Regions from separate parts of the Hordeum vulgare genome. Here region 1 is linked to region 2. Evidence: chromatin contacts called from public Hi-C data. All regions are on one chromosome and are shown on one strand. The core of a region is the stretch at or near the end of the contact, and the rest is flanking DNA. Distances in the headings are between cores, read along the strand shown. Region 1 holds the start of LOC123404642 (titin). Region 2 holds the start of LOC123404229 (tyrosine-sulfated glycopeptide receptor 1-like).

Region 1 (3,738 bases), core at 326-2,825, 570 kb after region 2:
AGGGTTACAGGCATGGCCGAGGTGAAATGGCAATGGCGAGTTGCCTGATGGCTCCTGGGATTGGTCAGATGGTTGTTTCTTGATCATCTTCATCTCCTGCTCCCGAATTGGGGCCTCAGCAGCAACATATGTAGAAGGAGATAGAAACCTCTGCTCCAAGCGCTTGTGCTCCTTCTTCTTCTTCTTCCCTCGCTCCTCCTCAAAGGTAGGATTTGGGGCAAAAGGCAACACATCCAACTTGAGCTCTTTACTAGGCATGTTCTTCTCCCTTATCATCCCCGCAGCCTCTGCCAACGTTAGGATTTCGGGCGCCGGGGGCTGAAGGCGTGGGGCAGCTGGTAGAGGGTTACAGGCATGGCCGAGGTGAAGTGGCAACGGCGAGTTGCCTGATGGCTCCTGGGATTGGTCGGATGATTGTTTCTTGATCATCTTCATCTCCTGCTCCCGAATTGGGGCCTCAGCAGCAACAGCTGTAGAAGGAGATAGAAACCTCTGCTCCACACGCTTGTGCTTCTTCTTCTTCCCTCGCTCCTCCTCAAAGGTAGGATTTGGGGCAAAAGGAAGCGCCTCCACCTTGTGCTCTTTACTAGGCCTGTTCATCTCCCTTATCATCGCCGCCGCCTCTGTCAACGTTAGGATTTCGGGCGCCGGGGGCTGAAGGAGTGGGGCAGCTGGTAGAGGGTTACAGGCATGGCCGAGGTGAAGTGGCAATGGCGAGTTGCCTGATGGCTCCTGGGATTGGTCGGATGGTTGTTTCTTGATAATCTTCATCTCCTGCTCCCGAATTGGGGCCTCAGCAGCAACAGATGTAGAAGGAGATAGAAACCTCTGCTCCACACGCTTGTGCTCCTTCTTCTTCTTCTTCCCTCGCTCCTCCTCAAAGGTAGGATTTTGGGCAAAAGGCAACACATCCAACCTGTGCTCTTTACTAGGCCTGTTCCTCTCCCTTATCATCGCCACCGCCTCTGTCAACGTTAGGATTTCGGGAGCGGGGGAGCGAAGGCATGGGTTACAGGCATGACCGGAGTGAAGTGGCAACGGCGATTTGCCCCATGGCTCCTGCTCCTGCTCCTGCTCCATCCTCCTCTTCCGTTTTTTCTTTGTCACCTTCCCCTCCGGCTCCAAGATCGGGGCTTTAGCGGCGGAGGCACAAGGAGATGACGGCATAATCTCCTTCCTCCTCTGCTGCTTCTTCTTCGTCGTCGCCATCCCGGCCCCCTCCTCCCCCTCTTCCAAATTAGGTTTTGGGGGAAGAAGCGGTGAGGCCGCCTTCTGCTCCTTACGGATCTTCCTCTCCTTGGTCGCCGCCGCCCCCGCCTCTTGCGGGATTGGGGTTCCGGGAGCCGGGGATTGGGTTGGGGTTTGAAGGAACGGGGCAGCAGGCAGGGATTCGGAGGCATGGGGAGACTGCGACCGAGCCACCCCCACCTCCACGTGCTTCAGCTTCGGCTTCTTCTTCTTCTTCTGCCGCGTCGCCACACTCTCCGCCGCCTCCGCCGTGGACATTGGTGATGCGGGATTGGACCTTTCCCCTCCCCACTCTCGCTCGGAATGGGCGAATTTTTCTCTACCCAAATCCTACGCTCTTTTTTTAGGTGGGTTGGGTGGATGGGCACAACTATACCTAGCATTACTCGGGCCGGGCCAGGCCGGGCAAAAAAAGCCTGACGCTAAAAACCCAGGCATCGGAACTAAATTTTAGGCCCAAGCCTGGGCCGAACCAAAAAAAACCCGATATGCCTAGCCTATGCGTGACATAATTTTATTTTTTTCATAGACTCAAGCCCGGCCCGAACTGATCATCGGGTTCAACTTTTTGGCTCAAGCTCGGTCCGATGGGACAAATAGGCCCGGCCCAGTTCGGAATTTTTGGGTCAGGTCGGGTCGGGCTGCCCATGCCCAAGTATAGATACAACACTCATCCTGCATGTTTTTTAACATAGTACAATACACGTAATCGTTCATCTAAACACGCATACATTCATCTTATGAACGCATACACACATCCTATCTCTATGAGCATCTCTGAAAGATTGAGCTAATATATCATCTTGAGATTTACAAAGTCATCGTAGACGTCTCGTCGTCGACAAGAACGTCTCCTACCATTAAATGTGCATCACCGGATATCCTGAAATAAATCCAAGAAAATTGCGAGCATCGGGTCTTGATCTCTGATGGGATGAGGATATCACTGTCATGTAACCATCCAACCACATGTTGGTTCGCACACTCATCCTTGCATGTTAGTTTAGGGGAGTGTCTATGCTTCAGTGGATTGTAGAAACAAGATATATAGTGACTTCCAATCCCAGTGATTTAAGCTGTCGGGATCCCGATCCTAAGTCATATAATTTTAGCATGTAACACATCATATCACTTTGCGTCCTCACGCACGATAATTTCCACAACTGTCACCTTATCTTGGTTGGGACTGTTTACGTCTTTCGGCTCACGTATATGAATATGTCGCTAGAAATCATACGTCAAAAAACCCGGGTCGACGTGACTATTTATACACCTAGTGGAACAACCATACAGGAACAAACATATATAACTCAACAATGCATGTGTCGGTCATCAGCATGTGTAAACGAGTCGTAGCAAGCTACAAGGACTTCATTACATCGCGTGACATTCTGTCATTGATACGTCTCCAACGTATCTATAATTTTTTATGGTTTCATGCTATTATCTTGACAAACTTTGGATGTTTTGCATGCCTTTTATTTACTTTCTGGGACTAACTTATTAATTCAGTGCTGTAGCGACCCGACTCAAGACGAGTCAAGCCTCTGGTGTTTCTGTACCATCCCAAGATCATGCTGGTACACACATAGTACATAATGTATATATTCAAGAGTGCAATCACACAGCTTTATTAATCGAAATCTCATAAATAGTACTTTATTACAATAAAGGATTACAATAAAGTGGCTGAAGGCCAACTCATGAGATTATCTAACGAAGACTAAGCGGAAGCATCAGGTAGACGAGTCCATCCGACTCCAAGGGCATGTCGCTGAGCGTAGATCGTAGCCTCACTCCTGGTCGGAAAAGTACTCTGCAACATGATACGTTGCAGCCGTGTAGGTCAGCATAATGAATATGCCGGCAAATCATCAAAGAGAGGGAGTAAAATAATAATCAACTATCTCTTCATGCATATTTGGCCGGTGGAGCTAAGTTTTGCATAAAGCCAGTTTTATCCTACAACAAAAGGGGTTGAAAGCAAAATATTACTACATAGTTTGTTGTTAACGAGATGGTTCCGCCAACCAGTTCTCGTACCCGAATAGTTGTTAACACCCATATCATTATTAAGTTGTGTCGAGAGTTCAGGGGAAATTCAATGCCTTCGGCTCAAGTTGTCCATGACCGTGGACACGGCTAATCGATTAGGTTGGGTACTCTGAAGAGTTTTGCACACGTTCCCCACAAGATTTGATCGCCTCCGGGTTTGTCCTCGCACTTCAGGGTGTTTGAAGACCGGATGATCAAAACATGGTCTTTCAACGGGTCCCTCTGAATCCCTGTCGGTGCCCATCCATTCCTACCGTTCGTCTACATCTGCTAGCACCGCATGTCCAGAGTCGCCGCGTTGTCCAACCAAGCCAGAGCCCATAATGACTTGTGGTTGTGCAGGTAAGCCTTGAGTCTTGAAGTCTCCGTCCGTCTCTTCGAGCCTGGGTGAAGCTTTCCGCAGGATGACATGGCCTCTCCAGCATCCCGGGCATC
Region 2 (3,526 bases), core at 453-2,952:
GCATTGAAGAGTTCGTCTGGGAGAGTCCCGCTGAGGTTGTTGTGGCCAGCCTTGAGCACTCTGAGCACGGAGCAGCTACCAAGTTCAGGGGGGATGCTCCCTCTGAATTGGTTGTAGCAGAGTTCGAGCACTGCCAAGGATGGCGAGCTGGCACAGAAATGAGTTGGTAGCTGCCCAGTAAAGCTGTTGTTGCTGGCATTGAGTGCAACCAGATTTTTCATCCCCTGCCATGTGGAGGACGGAAACTGTCCTGTAAACAAATTGCTCGAGATGTTCAGTACCTTCAGTGGCCGGGCATGGGCAGACGACAACTCGTGCAGCTCTCCTCCGAGACGGTTAAAGCTGACATCTAAGATGAGGATGCTGCTGGAGGATACCAGTTCCTGCGGTAGACCACCTGATAGCAGATTATTCGACAGGTTGAGGCGCAACAATCCAGTGATGTTCCCAAGAGAAGGTGTGATGTGCCCCTGAAGACTCCTAGAAGCCAGCAAGACATCCGTAACAATCCCATCTGTGCTGCAGGTGATCCCTTCCCACTGGCAGCAATCTGAGCCATTCTTCCATGACACAGCGAGGCCACCATCACGTGAGAGCCCGCCGAGGAACTGAAGAAGGGAGCCCTTCTCCTGCTGCATGCAGGAACTCGTAGGAGAGGCCAAGCATATCAGCAGCACAAGAGCAAGGCCAAGGGAAGGTATGTGCCCTATCTTGTATGTCTTGTTGGGAAAATGGAGTGTCTGCATGGTTTCTGGTGAGCTTATGTTGTCCCCTGACTGGATAAAGCACCAATGGTGGTCTAACCATGAAAGAGCATGACAGGGAAAGAAAGGAGATCTTGCTTCCATTTGTTCTGCCCCTCGTAGTCATAGACCCAGTCACCATGAATAATTTGGGTCAAGAAAATTGGATTTTACACAACTGCCCCCAGCCCACCAGACAGCTTCCTAGTTCGCACTGATGTTTCAGTGCTTCACTATTATTGGTTGCATGCTGTAATCTACTACAAGTCAACTACCCATTCTTCCGTGCAAAAAATAAACTGCACTGTAGATTTTCCAGTCATCCTCAATCTTTGATGATTTTTTTTTCGGGAAAACGCAAAGACTTTGTGTTTCATTTCATTGAATAGAAGGAGAGTTTAGCAGTACAGGTCTCCGAGCAGGAGAGATACAGGATCAAAATGCAAGAAAATTAGTGTACGCCCCAGTCCCAGGCCAGTGGCGCCTGCCCGGACCCAGAGTGTAGCCTCGTCTTTGATTCTCGCCATGAGCTGGGTTGAGGATGGTTGTGCGGCGTCGAACACGCAGGCATTCCGCTGCTTCCAGATCATCCACGCCGCAAGTGGACCGCCGATGCAAGCCCTTTTTGCATTGGCCGCGGCGTGGCCTGTTTGGCTTGCCGCCACCAGTCCTTTAGGTTGTCGTCCTGGGTCGGGTCAGGCGGAGCCAAGAGAGGGCATTGTGCCAAATTTGCCGAGAGAAGGGGCACGCAACTAGCAGGTGGTACATCGTTTCCGGCTCCTGATCGCATAGGACACACCAGGGGTGGTGCTGCATGCCGTGGCAGCTCAGTCTGTCAGTGGTCCAGCAATGGTCCAAGTTGGCCAGCCACAACATGCCTTAGTTTACTTGCCCTGACATCACTCTCTTACCGGCTTCACTAAACAAATCTAACCTGTACCCACATCCTTTGCCTTTTTGGTGAACAGGAAAAGCCGTCTTCTGAAAAAAACAGTTGGTAAAGATATGCAAAATATTCAGCCGGAGAGATGTTGCATGGGGAGATCATTTCCGAAAGGTGCTTGCGATCTAGAGCAAACATGGGTGTCTCAATCAGTGTGTGGATAAACGCAAGTGGAGGGCAAGAAGAAGTGCAAATATGTATTGAATGAGCGCGGTAGATGGTTGACCTGCTGGAGTGATGGGTATCTGTTCTCGGTTCCATCCTCTTGACCTGAAGCATGAACTTCCTTATCAGTTATCATGCGTGCGAGCTTCGGCTGATGGATACATTTGCTGTTCTTTTTCCATTCTTCTGGCTCCACCGGCGCACTATTATTTGTGAACCATGGACTGTGGTTTTCATCTGAATTTGGAAGCTGTTCAAAGTAAACTGGGTAGCGTGTGAGCCCTGGCACTGGAAGGCCGGCTGGTTATCACTTGGCTCTGATGCTTGTGGTTGTGGAAGTGCTTGAGCTGTGTGGAATAATTTTTCCATACTTTAGTTGAATACACTTGGTGTTGTTTTTTTGCGGGAGTTGAATAATTGATCTTGTTTTTTGTGGGAGTTGAATAATTGATGTTAAGAATCATATTTGTTTTCTAGTAGTACTACGCCTAGTTCAGTGCGTGGCTGATGATGTGCTGATGCTAGCTGCACTGTATCATTATTATTTCTTAGATGATGTACTCTATCATTGATCCATGTACATGTGGTTAATGATTTTGCTCTCTGGTTGAGGAAAAAAATATAGCAAGTGGCTGATGCTCTCCATAATTAAGGCCTGCAGCAGTGCATTCTTTTGTACCCTTTTGTATTTATCCCAATATATAAGGGGTTTCCTGCATATAGTCCACCACCTGTACATGTATATATACTGGCCTATGGTCTCGTGGAAATACAAGTTGCTTTTCTAACATGGTATTAGAGCCTAGGTTCTTTTTTCGCACGCGCAACTCGTGCTCTTCCCGATGTAATCTTCCCCATCTGGTGCCGGACCTCGTCCCGCTCGCCTCGTCATGAGATTCTCGTTGCGTCGCGTCGACCCCATCCCGCTCGTCTCGTCCCGCTCTCACGTGGAGGAGTTTCGGTCGAGGCGGCTCCAATCCCGCCCCAATCGGAGTTCCAGCCGAGGCGGCTCCAATCTCCAGTCGAGGCAGCTCCACTCTCGTCCCAAATTGACGTGGCTCGCATCCAATCGACGTTGGCAGATCGAGGCGGTTCCCAGTACGCCCCCTATCGGTGAATACTCACAACATATGCCATAGGTAGGCTAAAGTCGGTGAGAACCGAGGGGACAAAGGTGGACGCTGGGAACGAGGTTGGTACACGCATGGGACGCACGATGTACCCAGGTTCAGGGCTCTCCGTACAGATAATACCCCTAAACCTGCCGGAGTGTTTGATGTATATGAACAGAGTACAATGTCGCTCCTGGAGCTGTGTTGGGAGGAGGAAGAGGGGAGCAGCCGGCTCGTCTCTACCTCTCTCTCTGTGGTTGGTGAATGTGTTGTGTCGAATGACTGGTGAATGATCGGCCCCCCTGCATGGAGGGCGACCGGGGGGTTTTATAGACGAACCCGCCAGCCTACAATATGGATAAAGGGTACAAGTGTGGGACCCGGCTGGCCAGGGGCCCACAGGAATCTTGTCTTATCGCTGGGGGACCCGCCGGCTGCATGGTCTCGATTGCTTGTGGGACCCACCGGCTGGCCAATGAGGCTCTCGCGTAAGGTTGACGCCGAGCACGCGATGTACGTCAAACGTCGCCCCGCGAGATTCTTCATGGGCAGGTAGTACGGCC

Evidence for each region. Hi-C and Micro-C count contacts between places; a contact is called where the count stands out from the background.
Region 1: a Hi-C map of seedling shows a contact between it and region 2, with 4 times the contacts expected there. The contact joins the promoter of LOC123404642 here to the promoter of LOC123404229 in region 2. A contact is called at or near these places in 2 of 6 Hi-C or Micro-C datasets (leaf and seedling).

The regions. Positions count from the first base shown.
Region 1 is chr6H:80,767,755-80,771,492 of MorexV3_pseudomolecules_assembly, forward strand. It overlaps LOC123404642 (titin), which reads right to left and starts at 1,576. Exons shown (of 4, transcript XM_045098579.1): 1 at 1-1,576. The coding sequence starts at 1,506.
Region 2 is chr6H:80,197,706-80,201,231 of MorexV3_pseudomolecules_assembly, forward strand. LOC123404229 (tyrosine-sulfated glycopeptide receptor 1-like) reads right to left here and starts at 1,703. Exons shown (of 1, transcript XM_045098143.1): 1 at 1-1,703. The coding sequence starts at 848. LOC123404232 (a long non-coding RNA gene) reads left to right here. Exons shown (of 2, transcript XR_006611694.1): 2 at 1,712-2,342.